Regions from separate parts of the Mus musculus genome. Here region 2 is linked to region 1. The links are chromatin contacts, called in public Hi-C maps. All regions are on one chromosome and are shown on one strand. The core of a region is the stretch at or near the end of the contact, and the rest is flanking DNA. Distances in the headings are between cores, read along the strand shown.

What was found. Hi-C and Micro-C count contacts between places; a contact is called where the count stands out from the background.
Region 2: a Hi-C map of cerebral cortex shows a contact between it and region 1, with 1.8 times the contacts expected there. The contact joins the promoter of Pde8b here to the enhancer-like site in region 1. A contact is called at or near these places in 4 of 484 Hi-C or Micro-C datasets (the G1E-ER4 cell line, cerebral cortex, nephron progenitors and 1 more), 3 of 115 datasets of contacts at active chromatin or transcription factors (embryonic forebrain, embryonic stem cells and neural progenitor cells) and 2 of 9 other capture datasets (adipose tissue and pancreatic islet).

The regions. Positions count from the first base shown.
Region 1 is chr13:95,174,188-95,180,548 of GRCm38.p6, forward strand. All of the region lies in intron 1 of Pde8b (phosphodiesterase 8B), which reads right to left. Among named protein-coding and RNA genes, the nearest start is that of Pde8b, 46 kb to the right of the region's middle. Within about 2 kb of position 3,359, at least 16 of the 459 cell types and tissues checked have an H3K27ac peak or open chromatin away from gene starts, as enhancers often do. A contact at or near this core is called in cerebral cortex, where this site is marked.
Region 2 is chr13:95,218,525-95,224,594 of GRCm38.p6, forward strand. It overlaps Pde8b (phosphodiesterase 8B), which reads right to left and starts at 4,568. Exons shown (of 22, transcript NM_001374003.1): 1 at 3,951-4,568. The coding sequence starts at 4,289.

The DNA of each region.
Region 1 (6,361 bases), core at 2,109-4,608:
TGCATGCTAAGCAACCAGAAGTTATTTGCTAATTGTGAAGAAAAGCTTTGAAGCTGAACTTATCTATCAAAGGGAACCGGTACTGAGGTACCGGGGATGCCAGGGGTGGGTGGAAAATTCATCTCCACTGTAACTCAAAGAAAGAGGGTGCCTAAGATAAGCCTGCTTCCAGCAGCTCAGCACACAGGGAACTGAATTCAGGCCTTGACCATAACAAGGCCAGGCACCTTGGCAAGAAGCAAGAGGCCGCCTCTGTGAAGGACAGCCAGGCATGGGAATGTGGAACATCGGTAGGCAGGAACCACGGAGGCTGCACTCCAACACTGCACAGCCAGAGGCTGCAGCACAACTCTGCCTCCCACATCCAAAGCCCAAAACTCCAGAGGGAAATTGGAACCTAAGAAAAAGCTTTGAGCAGACCCGAAAACATCCAACCAAAAATTTTTAGATCTTAAAAAAAAATAGTATTTAAAATGAATAATCAGTGAAAATATTGAACAGCTGGTAAACTATGGCTGAACAGAGAACGAGTAAGCTGCGGGCGACCTGGAGAATGAACGGACACGATGGTGCACACCTGTTTGGAATCTTAGCACTTCGGAGGCTGAGGCAAAAGAACCAAGAGTTTGAGGCCAGCTTGGGTGACACACACAAAAAAAACCTCTGTTGTTTTGTTTTGTTTTGTTTTGTTTTAAATTAGAACTATATGTCATAGATATTGAAGAGTGGAAAAACCTTGGTGGAGTCAAAAGAGAGTCTGACGTGAATGTACCTGGGTGTGGTGTTTTGTATATGCTCAGCCCAGGGAGTGGCACTATTAGATGGGGTGGTCTTGTTGGAATAAGTGTGGCCTTGTTGGAGTGGGTGTGTCACTGTGGGTGTGAGCTTTAAGACCCTGCTCCCAGCTGCCTGGAATCCAGTATTCTGCTAGCAGCCTTCAGATGAAGATGGAGAACTCTCAGCTCCTCCTGCACCATTCCTGCCTGGATGCTGCCATGCTCCTGCCTTGATGATAATGGACTGAACCTCTAAACCTGTAAGCCAGCCCCAATTAAATGTTGTCCTTATAAGAGTTGCCATGGTCATGGTGTCTGTTCACAGCAGTAAAACCCTAACTAAGACACTGGGGTTGAGGAAACACTGGCAATATGGGGCAGAAATATCTTGTGAGAAGGTCTTGGCTGAGAATAATTCAGATACGATAGAAGACATCAATTTTGTGGATTCAGGAGAAGACCCAATCCTAAGCAGCACAAATAGAAGAAGTCCACACTTACACACATTGCTATGAATTGGCAGAAATCAAAGACAAAAAAATGAACACTAAAAGCAGCCTCAGGGGTGGGGGTGGGAGGAGTCAGATGACCCCAGTGAGTCCTCTTTCGAGGGACCATTTCTTAGAGGCAGTGTGCTTAGATAGCATCCTGTCAGGAAGGCTCCACCATCCTTGGTTATACATGAAGATTCCAAGGCACAGAAAAGCTAAGAGCTCCCCAGGGTCACACAGCTGCCAAAAGCCTGGGATTGAAGACCTGGGCACCTGACCCCACAGGCCATCCCCTTATCACTGTGGTTAAATGGCCTCCCCAGCCACCAACAGTGGCTCTGAGAGCCACAAAGTACAGACTCCTGCTGTCACAGATGGCCATTTACTAAGAGCACCTGTATCATACGCTTTTAAAGTCTGACCCAGAAAGAACATGGTTCAGCCTAGCTGCACCTCCACAGCCGCGCTAGGTTTCCCTGGCTTCCTGCTCCTGCACCTGGGCAAAGGCTGCACCTTGTTCTCTGCACTTCTCAGGAGACCTGGGTTCACCCACGACCTGTGCTGGAAAGTGATCACAGATCACGCTCAGTTATAGACAGACTGAGGCCTCTCCACTTTGACTGTGGCCTCTGAGGGACAGCCATTGCTGGGCAATAAAGAAGGGACAAGCATTCTTCCATGAGGAAGAGGACTCTTCGGCTGCAAAACCGGGGGTAATGAACTGGGGGTAATGAACAAGAATGGCATCCTAGACCCTCAACAGTTGTTTACATAAGTAAAAATAAGTCTTTTCTCAGAAGCATGACACTTAGGGAAAGAAATGTCCCTGTCCCAGGCCCTTTGTGCTTACACCGCTGAGAGGGAGGAGTCTCCTTCTTCCCCTCCCCGCTTCCCCATCATCACAGAAGGGAAAAAAAAAAAAAGAAAGAAAGAAGGAAGGAAGTGACTGAACTCCATGGACAGAAAGAACAAGGATTTCAGAAGTTCATGACCTTGTTATGACCTTAAACTTCAAAACAGAGAGGCCTTGTGCGTTTGACTACTCTGTTCCTTACTATGTAATTGTGACCTCATTGATAAGACTGGGCCATCTGTAGTGGCTGGCACAGAGCCTGACAGAGTGGGCACCTGTATCCAGTCGGACACGAAGCCAACCGTGCATGGCTGCACGTGCTCTTGGGAGGGGCTGGTATTGGCTGCTTCTCTTTTATAACAGGAGAGAGCCAAGAAAAGCAGCAATGCTGTCTTAGCCCTGTGTGTGCTGCTGTGACAGAGGCCCTGAGGATGGATAATGGGGAAAAGAACAGACATGGCTCTCTGGAGGCTGCAGAGTCCAAGCTCCAGGGTACAATATCATCTCTTCGCAGAAGGTGGAAGGGTAAGACATGTGGACCAAAGGTGGACTGTCCTCTTTATATGGACACCAGTCTCAGGAGGCAAAGTCCGTAGGGCAGCCTGTGTTCTCAACCTGTGGGTCATGACCCCTTAGAGGGCTGAACAACCCTTTCACAGGGTTGCATATCAAATAACCTGCATATCAGATATTTATATTATGATTCATAACAGTAGCAAAATTGCAGTTATAAAGTAGGAACAGAAATAGTTTTAAGGTTGGGGGGTCACAACAATTTGAGAAGCTGTAAGGGGTCTAAGCTTTAGGGAGAGTGAGAACCCTGCTGTAGGACCTGACTACTTCCTAAAGATCTCCTTCTCAGAGGCACTGGGATTGCAGCATGAGTTTGGAGGGGGTCAACAGTCACCCCAGAGCACACAGCCATTGTGTAATGTGTTTGGGGGATGTGTTCACAGAACCTCCCCACAGGAGACACTCGGGCACACAACCTGGAGATGGCTGAGCATCAATTTATGGTTGTTTTTGTTTTCCAAAACCTCCCTGATTTCTGAAGGCTCTGACAAAAGCATGCAGACGCCATCAGCCAAATGGCTTCTTTTGTGCTGGAATGCTTGCCCGAGAATCTTCGCTCCTCTAATGTCTCATCAGTGGAAAATGAAGTACTTCTAAAGTGGCACGCTTCAAGAGAACAGGAGCAAATGGCCTTGACAGCTGATAAGCCCGGGTGCCACTAACGCTTTCCCAGCCCTCCCTCTGCTGAGTAACTGCAGCAAATGTGGCATCTGCATCCCACACGTTCCTGAGACAACCGTTTCTTCAGAGAATGCCGTCAGGTAAATTAAGGACAAAGACAAAGCCTTCCTTCAAACCCCCCAGTTTCTCCTTGGTGACAAGGCTTTACTCTTTTCCTTTATTTATTGATATTTGCTGCCACTTGGTAGATACAGCCATGAAAGGTCAGAGAGTCTGAGCTATGCTCCTGCATCTACACTGCCTAGTCCAAAAGGCAAGCACCTGGGCTGGAGTTCATTATCGTTAATAAGCTCTGAGACAACTCATTGAACCCCTCTGAGCTGGAATCTCCTTCCACTGCCAATAGCACAGCACTTCTATAAAGATTAGCCCAGCGCTCATGGCGTGCCTTTCAAACCAGACAATAACTCCACACATCTTTCCCTACTGTTGGACTGTGTATTGTTATACTTGCTACTGATTTCCTAGGCCCAGATCTTTGTCCCTACTCCCTGACCTTGATTCATCTTTTTTTCATAGATGTTTTTTCATACAATATATTCTGATAACGGTTTCCTTACCCCCAACTCCTCCCAGATCCTCCTTGCCTACCCAAATCTACGCCCTTCCTTCTTTCCTTTCCTCCTTCTTTCCCTTCCTCCTCCTTTCTTTCCTTCCTTTCTTTCTTTCTCTCATTAGAATACAAACAGGCATCTAATAGTAGTAGTAGTAGTAGTAGTAGTAGTAGTAGTAGTGGTGGTGGTGGTGGTGGTGGTAGTGGTGGTGGTGGTGGTGGTGGTAGTAGTAGTAGTAAAATAAGATAAAATAAAATAAAATAAAAATCTATTTTGGCCAAAACAAACAGAAAAAAAGAAAGGCAAAGAAAAAGCACAAGAAACATGGGGACTTCTTTTAGCTCTAGGCCCCAGCTGGTGCAGACCTGCATGGGGCTGTGCATACTGCCTCAGTCTTTGGGTCAATTATGCTAGTTTAGAGGTTTTTGTTTTCTTGGTGCCCTCCATCCCTCTGGTTCTTATACTCATTCAACGTCCTCTTCCACAGTTTCCTGAACCCTGTGGGGAAGAATTTAATGGGGTCATCCAGTTTAGGGCTATTTCTCACTCTCTGTTCATTGAGCTGGACTCATCTTTATTCTTCTATAGAAATGCTTCTATAGAGTGTCCAAGTCAGGCATGGTGGCAAACGCCTTTAATCCCAGCACTTAGGAGGCAGAGGCAGATGGGTCTACATTGTTGGAGGCCAGCATGGTCTACAGAATGAGTTCTAGGAAAGCCAGGGCTACACAGAGAAACCCAGTCTGAAACAAAATAAAACAAAACCAGGCATGATGTAGGTGTCCAGAGCTGCAGTCCTGCTCCGACACTGAGGACCCTGTAGCTCTGGCTTTATGTTGGGAGTTGAGTCCAAGCTGGGATGCCTGCAGTTTACATCAGTCTGATTCTACTGTGAACAGTGCCTAGGTTACTACCCTACTCAAGTGTGGATGTCCTCTGCTCTCACTATCCAGCACCTTTCCTGGCACGAGGGTAGAGGATGACGTAGGAGGTGTCTCCCCAGCCCCTGTCCACACACTACTCCATGATCACAAACTTAAACCAAACATATAATCAAGAAGACAATCAAGTGAGGGTGCATGTGAGAACACAGCATTTCAGGGACCTTGGGAAACAATTTGATAATTGTCTTAGTCAGGGTTTCTATTCTTGTATAAACATCATGACCAAGAAGCAAGTTAGGGAGGAAAGGGTTTATTCAGCTTACACTTCCATGATGCTGTTCATCACTAAAGGAAGTCAGGACTGGAACTCAAGCAGGTCAGGAAGCAGAAGCTGATGCAGAGGCCATGGAGGGATGTTCCTTACTGGCTTGCTCAGCATGTTCTACACTTGATCTTAGCCAAAAGGCTGAGAAGCGATCAGTGTGTTCTTTTATAGAACCCAAGACTACCAGCCCAGGGATGGTCCCACCCACAGGAGCTCCTCCCCCTTGATCGATAATTGAGAAAATGCCCCACAGCTGGATCTCATGGAGTCACTTCCCCAGCTTAAGCTCCTTTCTCTGTGATAACTCCAGCCTGTGTCAAGTTGACTCACAAAACCAGCCACTACAGCAATATATTAAGAAGCTACCATTCAAACTTAGTTCTACTGGTGTGATTCTACTTGAGAGAAAGAATAAAAACAGAAGCCCTACAAAACACATATATAAATATTCATATTAGCATTCTTTATAAAAGCAATAGATTAGAGCCAAGACAAATGTCCATCCTCTAATGAAGAGATAAATCAAATGATATATATACATACAACATAATCCTATCTGGAAATTAAAAAGGAGGAGGAGGAGGAGGAAAAGGACAGACTATTCAGACATGGTACACCACAGATGCACACTGAAATCACTGTGCTAAGTGAAAGAATCCAGACGAGACTACACATGTGCTTCCATAAGTAGTAAACGCCGAGTTCAACTCATGTGGTTCTAGGAGTGGAAGAGCGTAACTGTAGTCAGATACCAGGGTACTTTTAAGACTAACAAAAATGTTCTAGGTTTCCATCTGTGCCCGGAGCTGAACCTGTGCCACAGCACTCCATACCCAAATTCTATGCGGAAAGAGCTGGTCTCCCAGGAATGTTGACACGCAGGCTTATAGGAAGGACAAGCCACAGTCAGAGACAGCAAGACCAACTAACACCACAGAAAACCAGATGTCGAGAGGCAAGTGCAAGAACATAAGCAACAGAAACCAAGGCTACTTGGCATCATCAGAACCCAGTTCTACCACCACAGCAAACCCTGGATACCACACAGCTGTTGGGGATGGCCCTGGTGATGGCTGTATTTTGATGTTAATTCTGCTGTCCCAGGAGGGATTGTCTGGAAGGAAGAATGAGTCGCATACTCAGGTGACTTCTTGTGAACCTTCCCCTAAATGAATAAAGGAACCAATCACTGGGCAAGTAGATGGGACTTCTGGGTTGGACAGA
Region 2 (6,070 bases), core at 3,318-5,817, 46 kb after region 1:
AATACACAATGGCAGAAAGTAAACCCAGGTCCAACAAATATCAATTATAGCACTTGCCTGAGCTTAGTAAACGCTATGCTTCATTTTGAGATAAAAGAATAATGAAGGTAATAGCAAGAACACCAAGAATGAGGATATGACCATGTAGTTGTTCTGTCTGACATTCAATGGGAGTCCAGAGGGCCCTGGTCCTCCATGGCAGAGGCAGCTGAGGGAAGTGTGATGGGAAGACCAACCATCAAGGTCCATGCAAGCCCAAGATGGTCCTGTAGGGAACTGAATCTCAAGAAACCTGAGTGGGCTACATGCTCCAGCTCTCTTCCCACTTACATTTTGGAGACAACTGTGAGGATTCCAACTTTGACACCAGAAAATGAAGAGAGAGCTGTGTCCACAGCCACAGGACAGTATAGTCTGCTTTAGGTGGCCGCACATAAGTTATCTGAGCCACGGGACAACTTCACTCATTTAAAGGATGGGCTCTCCAAGTGTGGCCCCCAGATCGTCAACAAGACATCTCCTAAAAGCTCACTGAAACTGCAAGTTCCCAGTTTCCTCTCAAGTCCTATGAAATCAGACACTCGAGGGGTGGGGCCCAGACCCACTGTATGCTTTAACAAGCTGGCCAGGTGATTCTTGTTTGAGAGTCAAGACTTAGAAAAACAAGAACTCCTATAAAAAGTAGCTCTAATCCTCCCCCCCCCCCCCCGACCAAATAAAACTCATTATTTACTGTGTGATCACATAAATATTTCTCTTCCTTTTATGTACAGTCAGCTAGCATTATCCTCAATGGCTCTAGCATGGCATGGAACAATTCTATGGAAGTCATCAACAACTGGTTTAAGCCCCTTTGGAAGAGATCTACCCTCCTGTGTAGGCTTGGCTCACTAAACATTATGGATCTTTCCCAAATCCCCAGCATCTACAGGAGAGGTTGGCATAAATATCAGTGGAAGGAATATGTGAGCATGGTGAAGTGGGTAGACAAGGAGAGGTATTGGCCCTCAGCACAGAGTCATCTGGCTGGTCACCCCTGGATGACACCACCTACATCCACAATCAGCTCACCTATGTCGAGTGTAGCATCAATAAAGACGACTAGGACTGGCTCTCAGTCCTGGATGCTCCAAGTAGCAACAGCTGGTACCAGAAAAGATTGGTAAGAATTCCTAGTTCCTGCCCAAGGGAAGTTCAGTTGTCTCCTCTGAGGATTTCTGAACAAGAATTACAGAACTGCCATGCATCAGGAATGAGCATCCTGTAGGAGTCTCCCGTTAGAGTACTATTTTAGAAAAGCAAGCAAAAGAGAGATGAATTGCTAGGAAGTTGAATTTTTACAGCAACTGGGAGACAAACTCCTTACCAGAAATGGAAACTCATGTGATATCATTTCACTGCATATGAATTATTAATGTTTATAATCTTTTTTTGCCAATTAGGTATTCAAGAAGGTTCCTGTTGACATCATGTTTGACATCATAATGCTTCATCATTCTAAAAGCTTAATGAAATAAATTATTGCTAGAAAAAGACAGAGATCAAACACACTTTTTTTGCACTCAGGGGAATACGAGAAGCCAACTGGATAATGAAGATATTGTTTACCATTGATGTACAAAAAGGAATGAAAAAGAAACATTAAAAAAACCCCAGTGCTGTAAATGGGACCAAATGGGCAAGACTTTCTTTTCCTACCCAAGCACTCAGAAAGAGAAGAGGAGCCGCACACCTGACAACTATCACGCACTCAGGGAAAAGGAATTCTTATTCTAAAAAGCAAAAGAAATTTTTTTTTTTTTACACACTTATCACATCCATGTAAGAGAACAGAAGATGTGAACTCTACAATTGAAACCAACCGTAGAACACTGAGTGGGAAGGTAATGGGATACTATTAAGTATTTGGGGGGGGGGTAATTGTGTGATAATACATTCTATAGTGTTTATATAAATATACATGATCTAATTTCAGTGTATAATCTCTGAGGTTTATGTCATGCATATTCATGTGGAATCACTGAAATATCACTCTCCCTTCCAACATTCCTAGTAATGACTTGGAATAAATTAAGCTCTTATTTGGAAATCTTGTTGATAAAGTGACTTAAATTCCTCCCCAGGTCAAGCCTTTTAACACTTAAGCCAAGTAGCACGAGATTTGTTCAAGTTTATAGTAACTGCTAATAATCGGCACCCATTTTCTCCACCAGTTTTTTACTCCATTTGGTTTCTAAGTAGCCTCTTGAGGAAAGCATTAAGACGAAGAAAAATAGACTCATTCATTATTTTTTTTTCGTTCACTAAACAAACACCCAGTAGCTGGGGTTGCCAGGTATTAAAAAATGAGTTCCTTGCTCCTATGAAAGGAAAAAATACATAAGTTTCTCTCGAGCAACCGAAATGAAATACCGCAAGCTCATGAGCAGCCACTATTCTTGACTATGCTTTAGGCCTTCAAATCCCCTTTCAAAACCTCACGTTAAAAATGTTGCTAAATATAGCCTTCTTAGCACCTTGAAATTTCTTCTAATGGTAACTTTATGTTGCTGCTGGCAGGGGACCCAGAAAGCAGCAAACAAAAGCAAATTTTGTGCCCACCACAGCCCTCTGTAACAAATATTTAATTGAATCCAGGTCTCTACTCTTCAGATACACTGTTAATATTCAAAAGTAAGAAAATAAACTTATTCCTGATACATAGTAGGTATGTATTAAATGGTATTTTATGTTAATGGTGATCACAATTATTGCTAGAAAAAGTCACAGCCATTAGTAAACACTGGTTAAGTTGTATGTAGCAAAATGAGATTCCATTTTACAAAAATGAAGTTCATGGAAAGGCAGCCCACTATCCCTACTGTTCCTCCAGTGTGTCTGCACTTCGTTCAGGGAAGACCCAGAGCTTCCTCACACTGGGCCAACTGTTGAATGTATTTTTACTACCAGACATACAATTGTGTCTTTGTCAAGGAATCATGGAATGGTCCCTGGTAATCTACTGACTACATAAGAGCTGTGTGTATCTAACATTAAGAGCTTAAAGACGTATTTTTCCTCTGCACAATGAGATGTGCTATTGCTCTTGGGTTTGCTATAAAGCAATTAATCTGACACAGTGAAATCCTCTCGGATGTAATCGTACTTTGAAAACATATCTTGGAATAGATTTTCATCAGGAACTATTTAGAGACTGTTTTAACCATCCATTTCACATCCTCACAATCCCACCACCCACACCCACCCCGGAAGACATGTATGCAGAAGCACCATCCTGAGGCAGCTGCCCTGAACTGCTGGCGTTCCAAACTCTGGCTGGGTTCTCTCAATAATGTCCAGGATACAGTCATCCCAGAGAAACACTATAGTAACAGGTTCCACTTGGCTCTCCCCTAGTCCCTTTCTATAGCTCTTCAAACGTAAGCAGCCTAGTTCATTCACAAATCCCTGCACTGGGCCACTGTGCAGAGAACTCCATCCAGCCTAGCTGATTTACAGGTAAAAATCTAAACCTGAGGCGCTCTAGCATCCTGGTGCTGAGGCTGCACTGCATACAGACCTAGCTCAGCGCTCAGGTTGCATTCAGAGGAACTCGCATGCTCTTGGTGATGCATACCCATCCCTCCAGCTGCATCCATTGGGCCACAGCTGCCCTCCCTCAGCAAGAAACAGGCGCCCCAACTGCTTTCCGCTGAGCTGCACTCTGCACCTGTCCCCACCTCAGGACCAGCTTAGGTTTGTTTCCCTGCATCCTCCAGGATCTTTTTCATCTCCAATTCCTTGGGCCCTCACCACCAGCAAAAAAAAAAAAAAAAAAAAAAAAAAAAAAAAAAAACCGAAAAGTAAACTCCGCCTTAGCAACACCCTCCCCCAATCGATCGTCCAACTCCCGCACGAGCCCCCCACTTAAGGCAGACCCGACGGATAACCCCCCAACAGCCAGGATTTACCTTGACGCTGGTGTAGCTAGTCTGGGTCTCGGCCTCGGCGCTGCTGCAGCAGTGGCGCCTCCGGCCCCGGCAGGTGGTCGTGGCGGGGCCCGAGGACCCCGTGCTGCTGCCGCTGCCCAGTTCAGCCCGGGATCTGCGGACTCGGACAGCGCCCGGGGGTCCCGCCGCGCGACTCGGGGGCATGGCGTCGGCGGCGTCGGTCTGCACGAAGAGGCCGTGCAGGGGCGCCGTGGGGCCCTGCGACACGCTGCTGGTCTGGCGGGGCGAGTTGGACTCATCCGAGTCCCGGCAGTAGATCACACCGCTCTGCGAGACATGGATGCTGGGGGCGCAGCCCATCCCTCAGCCGGGCTCCCCCGCGCGCGCCCGCCCGCGCCCCCGGGCCACCCGGACTCGGAGCTCCCACGGCCACCTGCAGTGAGGGGGCGGGCGTGGTGACGGTGGTGCCCAGACTGCGCGCCCCCCAGTCTGGGTGGCCACCGCTCTGTCGGGCTCGCCTCCGTGCCCCCTGGCGAGCGTCCGGGGGCAGCGCGCGTCACCCCAACTTTCCCTCCCGGGCCATCTTCCTCCCGGAGCGGCAGAGCGCGCACACACGGCCCGCGCGCCCCAGCGGCCGCCACCCTCCCCGCCGCAGCGCCCCAAACGCGCGCCCCGCGCCTCCGCCCTCTGCTCCGCCCGCGCCTCGGCCCGCGCCGCCCAGCTCCCCACACTCCGGCCAGGGCGCCCGCCCGCCGGCCGGCTCAGTCTTCCCACTTTCAGTCCTTGCACGTCCCCTCCCAGTGTCGGTCCTCCTCTGGGTCCCCAAGGGCCACCCCACTGCACTCTTCTCCCTGCCGCGCAGTGCCTGGCAGCACGCCTAGGTGCCCTCCGGTTCTTGGCTGTCCAGAGGCCTTGTCCCTTGGGGAGCTCCTTATCCACAGGGCCCCCTACTGCTCTAGCCCCTCTCCCCCTAGTCTGCACTAGCCCTGCTCCAGGCCAAGAATAGCTGGGTAGACCTTCGGGGTAAGTATCTTCTCAAAAACAGAATGCCCTATCCAAACAGCAAGAAGCACATAGCTCAGGCCCACCAAGCCCATTGACTTGGTTGTCAACACACTTGAGGAGTTAAGAGACCCAATTCTTGCATAGCTCACCAGCACCCACCTTCCCCCACATACTAATTCTAGAATTCAGCTGGGTGGTGGCCCAACCTTTGGAAAAAAAACCCATTCCCTGTCTGCAAATCCTTCAGAAGTGCATGCCAAGAGATGGGCTATCCCACAGGGGAATACAATCCTTATTTCCGTGGAAGATCCAAGCTGTCTGCATGTGGTTTTCTGTTCACTTGTCTGTTGCAGTCATTTTGTTTGCTGGTTTGGTTTGGTTTTTCTCCCCCCAACCCCCAAATCTTAAGTTCTTCTCTGGGTGTCACTAACCCAGCCTCCCACTTTTCTTCTTCCTCCTGGGGACCTCCCTCAGCCCCCTCAGTGAAGGCCACACTGCTAGAGAAGCAATTCTGCTGTGTGACATAAGGTGGAAATCCATGTCCCAGGTCCCCAGGCACCACTTGCCTACTTAAGGTCTCCTTCAGTAATTTCTGCCACAACCACAGTGGCCCAAGGGAGAAAGTGAGATGGTCCGAATAAGGGCTTCACTTAGAGTTCTACAAGGATAAATTTCAACGCAAAATACAAAGTATCCAGTTCAAAACTATGTCATTAGTCTCCTCCTCTCCCCACCCCACCCTCATCCCATCAACTCAGAGTTGTCAGAGGAAGATGTCTGATGATGTCTTCTGACTGCCAAATCAAAACATGAGAGACATCTCTCCACTTCTGACATCCACTCTGGGGATGAGAGTTTACATCTATAGTTCTAAGAATTGGGAGGCTGAGGCCAGTCTGATCTTCATGAGTTCTAGGCCAGCTTGGCCTACCGGGTACGATTCCCATCTCTGAACAGAAACACCACCATATTTCAAGTTCAGCTAGAGAGAAGGGAACAGAATGGAGCTTATTCTACTTTTGTTTGATCCCAGGTTAGCTGTAACTTTCTTCTTCACTTTAATGACACAAAAGAGTTCATCTTCAGTTAATCTTCAGTAATTTCTGCCACACCCACAGTGACCCAAGGGAGAAAGT